Regions from separate parts of the Danio rerio genome. Here region 1 is linked to region 2. The links are chromatin contacts, called in public HiCAR-type maps. All regions are on one chromosome and are shown on one strand. The core of a region is the stretch at or near the end of the contact, and the rest is flanking DNA. Distances in the headings are between cores, read along the strand shown.

Region 1 (4,574 bases), core at 1,114-3,613, 530 kb after region 2:
TGACCAAAGTGAGATGGTGATAATAATAAAACAAATATAGTAAAACAAACACTGCACGATCATTCACAATTAAAGTGCATTCAGATAAGCCGCAAAAAAATACACTTTGGTTTTTGCATTTGTGCATTTAGAACTGAAGTCTGGGGATTCTGCCTTTCCTTTTTTTTTCCATGGCTGGCTTTTATGAGTCTCTCATTGCTGAGTTGGTTCTCAAGGGTAAAGGTGCGGTTGTATTTATAGTGCACATGACAGCTTAGGTCCATAGGACTCATGACGCTGCTCTAGTCCATGTGGGTCACTGTGCTAAATAGTTAAAGTCTTGCTGAACACTTAATTTAGTGGTTACTCTTTTATGAATAAGCTTGACTTGTGTACATCTCTCTGTGCAATTGCTTCAAATTGTTGGTCATTCTTGCTGACATGAACCTTTCAAACAGTGCCAAAATATGGTAATTACGATTTCATAGCACAAAAATGACTGAGCTAATCCTAAAGGGGTGAATTAATTTTACATTTTGTGGAAAGAACAATCTGTAGTATATATTATACAGGGCTCAGCATAATTGAGTACAACTCATTTTGAAAATGAACATTTTTGTCAATTTTTCAGTGAATATAGTGAATGTATTTTGGTGCATTTAAACAAACAACAGATTTATTAAAAAGATATATTTAATAAAATAATATTTTAGTCACCAAACATATTTAGAAACTGAAAGATAATACAATAAAATTCAAGCAAAATATTGCAAAAATAAATTACAACCTACAAAATTTCAACTAAATGATTCCATTTCTTTTTTTCTTTTTTTTTTTGCTTCTCTTGATTTTTTTATTTTGTTTAAATGTGTATTTAATATTTTTTCTTAACATAAATTTGGGTGTACTAGTTTTTGGACCATTAGTGTAAGTTATTTGGTTAGATAAGCTCCAGATTTGGCTTCAGTACTGATTAATCTAATGTACATATATAATATTATATAGCTTCTTATTAAAATATGAATTTAAAAAGATTTTTGAGGCGTGTACTTGTATATGCTAAGCACTGTAACTTTAACTATATTTAATATATAGAGGTCAGTGATTAAAACCATTATGATAATGCAAGTTATTTTTTACATGCTATATTTTAGTAAGTTTAAGTGTTTGGTCAATATCAGAACAGGTAATCTTTCAGTTTTATCATTATACATGGTGTTGCAGTTTTGATCATATGTATAAATAAGTGATAGAAACAGATAATTTTTATTATTTTGAGTTCAAATGTAGACAGATCATTTTACCATGGTGACCTCTGGTAAAAAAGCAGAGACTAATCTGAAGGAAAGAGAGTGAGTTCAAATTTTGTTATTTGGATTATTTTGTTCATATTAAAATATGTTTCCCTACTTATTATAATTCTGTTATTATCTAATAACACTTGACAGAAAGTTCTTGACAGAAAACATAAAATATTAAAAATATTTTATGTTTATTTGAACAATTGCATTTTACATTTTAACAAGCTTTTCATTATCACTTGGTTGGATATATTGTAACATGCAAAAACATTGATGCAATAAATGTTACTTAAGCAGGCACTTTCTATAGCCAGCCACAGCAAATGTCCATATTATCTCACTGAAACAGCTAGTACACACTGACACAGTCAATCTCCCAGTGTTTTAGTGGTTAATTCCTTCACTGTTGCCCATTGACCGATGGCATTAAAGCAAAAGATGTTGCTCATTGTCTGATCTGAAGGACTCAGCACTCTGAACGACTTCACGGCTCGGCTATAAAATGTCATTGATCCACTAAGAAACATTGACTCCTTGCAGTTTAAAGGCATGTGGTGTAAAACGTCTCAGAGGGGCTGTGCTGCGGTAGTACATTAGTTACCTCTGTATTTACTAGACGACTACCTGACATGTTTTTCCGAAGCATCTGGATATTTGGAAACTCCATCAAATTTGGTGTGCTGCAAAATGATGCTCCACTTTAACCTGTTTACTAGCTGGCGGGAGACCACCATGTTACATAAGTAGTCTGCGCTCATAGCACAGCCTGTCTTTACACATCCTCTTCATAATCACTTAAAAATATGCCGTTTTAAACAGCCATCCAAACACGCACAAGGTGAAACGCTTGCCATGATGCATTGATAGATGCTAAAGAAATTAGGTAACTGTGAAAGGAAGGGGTTAACATCCAGTGTGCTTATTTGGTTGAATAAACTTGTTCTAGCATTTGTTTAAAGGGAAGATCTGTTTTCTTGAGAGTTTTATGAGCGAGCTTTGCAGGTTCTCTCTAAGAGCGCAGGTTAGTTGTGGATTCTGGTTATGTGACGGCAGACAGAGCAGCCTTTTGCCACTGGAGCTGTTACGTAACACTCAGACACACACATACACAGTGCAGGAGGGGTGAGCAAGTTCCTGACTATCTTTAAAGACAGATGCACAGCAAAGGAAAGCATGGTCAATTTACTGAGGAATAATCTTGATTAAGATCTAGCTCATGAAGAAATCATTAAAAAATTCAGTTTAATTCCTCATTCAGTTTTGCCACAGTAAAGTAGCTTGATAAAGCACTACCGAGTTTTTTACAGCCTATCAAAACAGTTTATTGTTCATTAACTGGCATATTTGCTTGTGGGTTGTAGTTGGTCCACATGCTGTGATATTCTTCTCTCTACCTACATATTCACACACACACACACACACACACATACACACACACACACACACACACACACACACACATACACATATACACACAGTGGTTGGCAGAACGGGATGCAAGTAGACGAAGTGTTGTGTGGGCTGAACAGTGTTTGTGAATGGAGTGGGCGTCTGCCACGCGTCTCATCTCTCTTTCTTTCCCTCTCTCTCTCTCTCGCTCATTCTCAGACCTCACCTCCCACTGTTTCTATCACTGCCTGTCACTAAAACAAGCGCTAGTGTGGCACACTGCTCGTCTCATTCGCCATGACAAAACACTGACTCACTCAACTGACTCTGCTAAAAGCTTCATGAGACGTCCATGTCTCTGGTATCATTGCTGTTATTCTACACATTTGTTTGTTGTGTTTATGTGTGTCATAAAAGGAAACGGTAGACATCCCGACCAAGTGTTGTTAAAGGGCAGTTCATCTAAAACTTTCAAGTGTTGATTTAAGTTTCTTTCTTTGGTACATCACAAAAGGACATTGTTTTTATATGATCTGTGCAACCCGTCTATATAATGGGAACGAATTAAGCGATCAAGCTCTTAAAGGACAAGAAAGTACAATAAAAGTATATTTAGTCGGTTTAGAATGTGCACAATATTCCAGATATTTCAAAGGTGCATAATGCATTGAGACAATATTACATTTTCTCTGATATCTAAATAGAGTTTGGAGTATATCTAAATAGAATTTAGGTGAGTGCAATTTTTTAAAAGTGGTTGTACGTAAATTTTTAACTAGACAAGCACCATATATTGGTGACCATATCTATATCGGCTGATACATGCTATTTTTAATGTTATTGTTATCAGTCTGATATCAAAATTAGGCGGATATCTTTAAGCGATTGATTGATTACTGCCCTGTTTACAATAATACATTTTAGTTTTAAAACACTAGTTTTGCTACGGTTACGCCTTCCGTCCACACAACCCCGGAGTTTTCAAGCCCTGAAAACGGGATAGTTTTGAAAATGCTAAAGAGGCCGTATTTTGTTTTGAAATGCTGCTGCTCTGTGTCAATGTGAATGGGGGAAAACGGAGACATCTAAAAGTGGAGGCGTGGCTGCAGACATTCGCTACCATATTTGGGCCTTTTCTCAATATTAAGTGCACAAAGTTCAGTCTTGCATCCTTTCCTCGTAAGTTCAAACTTCGCAAGTTTGGTATGGAAAACAAACCCCTGAGGACAGGTTGGGTAAAAACAGTGTACTTTTTATTGTCTTTTTACATCACCCTGGCTACGTTGCTTCACTATCTTAACAAAAAATTGTTATATATGATATAAGGAACTGCCTATTTTCATTTTGATATTAATTAACAGGCACTAAAAATGTTGAGGCATCGTGTAGCTACATATTTATGTGACCGTCATATTCACTGTGTGCGTATTTATAACAAAACAGAGCCTTTGACATTACTGCCTCCTTTTATAATTTTTTTACAAAAAATTAAACATACCCTGTCTCATTTGCTGAAAATCAGTTTTAATAATCAGTAATAGCCATTATAAAAGTATATCATGCAATAAGTTTATACAATATAGTAAATAAAGACAAGCAATCAGTCAAATGTGCAGAATTATTGTACATGGTTACATAAATTAATATATGAACTTATCTTTGCGCTCAGCCAAAACACGTTCACTGAGAACAAGTTAAAGATTTACAAGACCATTAGATTGAGACAAGATTTATTAAATATTACATTTAACAACTACAGTGAGATGAAATCCAGCGGATCGTTTTTATTCTGAAACGCCATTTTAAAACTAGAACGTATTAGTGTAAACGGGGCCTACGTAATTTTACAGAACTGCCTGCCTTGCGCTTGTGTGAGTCGAATTTGTTCGGACTTGTCCAGTGCAT
Region 2 (3,919 bases), core at 865-3,364:
TAAAAAAGCAAGATGAAAACAATCCACTGACATCAGAGAACATGCAAATGTGTTGCAATGCAGACAGCAGATATCCAGACAGGCTTAAGAATTCATGTTTTCTCTTGTCCTTTTAAGAAAGATGTTTAGTGAGAGACCAAGATGACACAAAGTGCATACTTTTTGTTCAAATTATTTAAAAGTATATTCTTATAAAATAATTGCAGATCAACTACTGTTTAAATATTGTTTTACTATTATCTGTAAGGTGAAAAGGGAGTATTATGTTCTTTTACATGCAAACTGCAGACCTCTTAGCCTGGCTCTATCTGAAATCAACTTTCAGAAATCAATTTTTTCAGAAAAGATTAATTATTTTATATGGTAGTGCACTGACATGATTACACAGCCATTATGTTCTAGGTTTGAAACAACAATTAGGGTGAATAATTAGTTTAATCATGTAATCATACAATTCATAAAATCAGTAATATCCTTAGAAACTTTAGAACAATTTTAAAAGGTCATATTATCCAATTACATCTTTTGTTCTTTTCATTTCAAGTCTGATTACTTAATTAAGATTACATGTAATCAGTTACCCAGCATTGTGTGGCAGAGAACTCATTTTTGTTTCAGTGTTTGTTAACAGCATTCATCAAAGCCTGCAAACTTAAAGTACTCTCCTGTCGTTCACAGTGGAAGCCGCTCGTCAAAGACGTTCAAGCCGAAGAAGAACATTCCAGAGGGCTCACACCAGTACGAGCTGCTGAAACATGCAGAGGCCACGCTGGGCAGCGGAAACCTGCGCATGGCCGTCATGCTGCCCGATGGAGAGGACCTTAATGAATGGGTGGCAGTCAATAGTAAGCATGTGTCTTTAATCTGGGGAAAATAAACTTGTCTGCATCCTTGTGCGTGTGTATATTGCCATATACTTGAAAAATTCCAACGATCATATTGGTTTTTTTTTTATATTTGTTCTCTGTAGCTAATTGTCAGTAGGTCTACAGTATTAAAAACTAAAATTTAACAAGGGGGAACAGAAATCATTATAATGTATAGTGTAATTACTAAACTAAAAGATGTATGTATGTATGTATGTATGTATGTATGTATGTATGTATGTATGTATGTATGTATGTATGTATGTATGTATGTATGTATGTATGCATGCATGCATGTTTTTTTATATTTGTTTGGTTTGCAACATTTCCAAGGCATTTGCTTAGTTTGATCATCGGCCTCTGGCATTCCTCTCTATTTATCAGTAGAGACAGTGGGTCTTTCTTAGATAATTGGCCTCAGGGACAGAGGGCTGAAAACACTCTGGCAGCTCTGATGTTGCTATGGTTTAGGGTTTCATCTAATTGCCGCAGCTCATGAAATATTGGGTGTACCCAACTTCTGCTATATAATTACAACACAGTTTTCCAAATCCCTTGAGGTTTTATTGGAAATGCATGGGGCAGATATTTTTCCTATTGTTTGCAAGCAGTAAATTTTATTTCTCTGAGTCTTTAAATGATTAAAGATGTTTGGATCGGGTTGTGCTATAATAATGTTTCATTGCTTGTAGCTGTGGACTTCTTTAACCAGATCAACATGCTGTATGGGACCATCACAGACTTCTGCACTGAGGAAAGCTGCCCATTAATGTCTGCTGGACCTAAGTGAGTATTAGCAACAATCATTTTAAGTAGTACACCACTTTTCAAAGTGTAACATTTTTGAGGTAATTTGTTTTGAGGTAAGGTGTTTTTGAGGGAAGTATCAAGTTTTGTTTAGCCGCAATAGCTCAAAATCACACAAAAAACAGGCCAACCTCATGCATTGCTGATTAAATGTAAAACATCCATCCATCCTTCTGCTATTCTCACTTGTTTCTCTTTTTCATGCAGATATGAATATCACTGGGCTGATGGAACAAACATAAAAAAGCCAATTAAATGTTCAGCTCCAAAGTACATTGATTACCTGATGACTTGGGTCCAGGATCAGCTTGATGACGAGACACTTTTCCCATCAAAAATAGGTGTGCTGCTCCTTAAATTTGTTGTTCAACATTGAGAAATTTGCTATTCATTTTCTTTATAAAGCTCACCTTGATTAGGGAGTGAATTGTCCACATGGTGGTGCCATTTCAAAAAACATAGCTGCCACATCTACAGTATCAGTTCCCTTGTGGTCACTGTTTCCACACTTTTCATCTGCTTGGATTCTAAAACAGATTTTAATGTTGTATTTTGTGCGATTATTTATAGGTGTCCCTTTCCCAAAGAACTTCATGTCGGTGGCCAAGACCATTTTGAAGAGACTCTTCCGTGTTTATGCTCACATATACCACCAGCACTTTGAGTCAGTTATCCAGCTGCAGGAAGAGGCACACCTCAACACCTCATTCAAGCACTTTATCTTCTTCGTTCAGGTGTGTGTGTGCTTTGTCACTAAAACGTGAGTCTGTGTTTGGCTGGGCGGTTTAGCTTATCACAAGATGAATGTGGTGCTTAACGACTGTGACACACCACACAGACATCAAAAAACTAGTTTTGTCTAGTCCAGCAATAGGTGTGCTTACCTTGAACCTATCACATAGCCACATCACAGCCGACTGCAAACTAGCCTGTGCACGCTATATATGTCAATCGAAAAAAGAAACCAAAACTTTGACTTTAAATGTACAAAACATAAACAAATCAGCACTTGCTTTTTGAATTTATATTACTTATCACTTTCATTATTTTATATGGCTTTAAAATCTGACATTGCAATACATTATTTTTGGGTGATTTGTATTGCGATGAGAATATAATTTCACCTGATGAATTGCATAGCTCTATTTTAAAGATTTCATTAATTTAGATAAACTGGATTGATCAAGTCTTTTTCTATGCAGTGAGTTTGCTTAAATTATATTGAATTACAAGCATATGTAAATGAAACATTTGTTTTCTTTAGAGTTTAATAGTCTTCAAGTATAGAAATTGAACAAGCAAACATATGATGAGGTTGTCATTGTGTAAATTATTTAAATAATAATATCTTCATCTTTTAATATTAAATAAATAATCTGATCCTGCAATGTGACTCTTGCAGTTACACACATTGGGATATCAATGCTCAAACAATATATTGATGCATCTGTAATATGGCTCATTCTGTGAATGTATAACTGCATATTCTGATTGGCTTATTCAGATTTATTCAAGAAAAAAATATATACAGTTTTCAAATGAACAAGGTGCTTATTTATTTTAAAGTGTGAAGTAAAAAGATAATGATACAACTACAACAGGTTTGGGAGTGAAATTATTCTACCTGTACAAAACTAAAACAGTAGACAAATGCAGATTTACTCTTTTCCAGCAGGTGGCGCTTGTTTAGTTCTGTGAGTAAAGCAGCTTTGCTGGTATTTTAAATGTATTCAGATATCTTTTGAAAAGAAAATACTATTTGAACTTTTCTGAAGACAGTGGCTTCCCCTTTTAGATTCTTTCTGTGTGAAGCAGTATTAAAACTTGTGTTTTTGTCACATAACATAAAAGTTTTATTGACCACCCAGCTAAATTTAAATGCTAAAAAAGGCCAAGTATCTAAAATAAGTTGTCAAAATCTTCGAAAAATAAGCTGGACACTTTACTTTCAAACACTAGGGCCATGTCTGCTAATGGCACTGAAACCACACTCACTTCTGGGAAACCAGCCATCACTCAATTGTCAGATAGCTAGAAAAATGTAGACTGTAGTAATGAATTGTGATAATATCTTAAGACTGAACTGGACCACTGACTGTAATATGCAGTAGTTATTGTGTTATGGCCTGGGCAATGCTTGATTTTTCTAGTGCAGTATAGTTCTCTACATACTTAAGAGTTTTTGTAATGTATTTTAGCAGTACATTTATAATGTGTTTAGAAAGAAGTTTCAGAATTCTTTTGAC

What was found. HiCAR-type assays count read pairs that join an accessible place to other places.
Region 1: a contact with region 2 is called in a HiCAR-type map of caudal fin, with 7 times the contacts expected there. The contact joins two enhancer-like sites. A contact is called at or near these places in 2 of 4 datasets of contacts at active chromatin or transcription factors (caudal fin and gastrula embryo).

The regions. Positions count from the first base shown.
Region 1 is chr5:44,298,373-44,302,946 of GRCz12tu, forward strand. The region is part of intron 1 of rhobtb4 (Rho related BTB domain containing 4); the gene reads left to right. Among named protein-coding and RNA genes, the nearest start is that of rhobtb4, 36 kb to the left of the region's middle. Within about 2 kb of position 2,364, at least 23 of the 62 cell types and tissues checked have an H3K27ac peak or open chromatin away from gene starts, as enhancers often do. A contact at or near this core is called in caudal fin, where this site is marked.
Region 2 is chr5:43,773,402-43,777,320 of GRCz12tu, forward strand. It overlaps mob1ba (MOB kinase activator 1Ba), which reads left to right. Exons shown (of 6, transcript NM_200200.1): 2 at 679-845; 3 at 1,559-1,652; 4 at 1,881-2,014; 5 at 2,244-2,407. Among named protein-coding and RNA genes, the nearest start is that of mob1ba, 6.9 kb to the left of the region's middle. Within about 2 kb of position 2,115, at least 8 of the 62 cell types and tissues checked have an H3K27ac peak or open chromatin away from gene starts, as enhancers often do. A contact at or near this core is called in caudal fin, where this site is marked.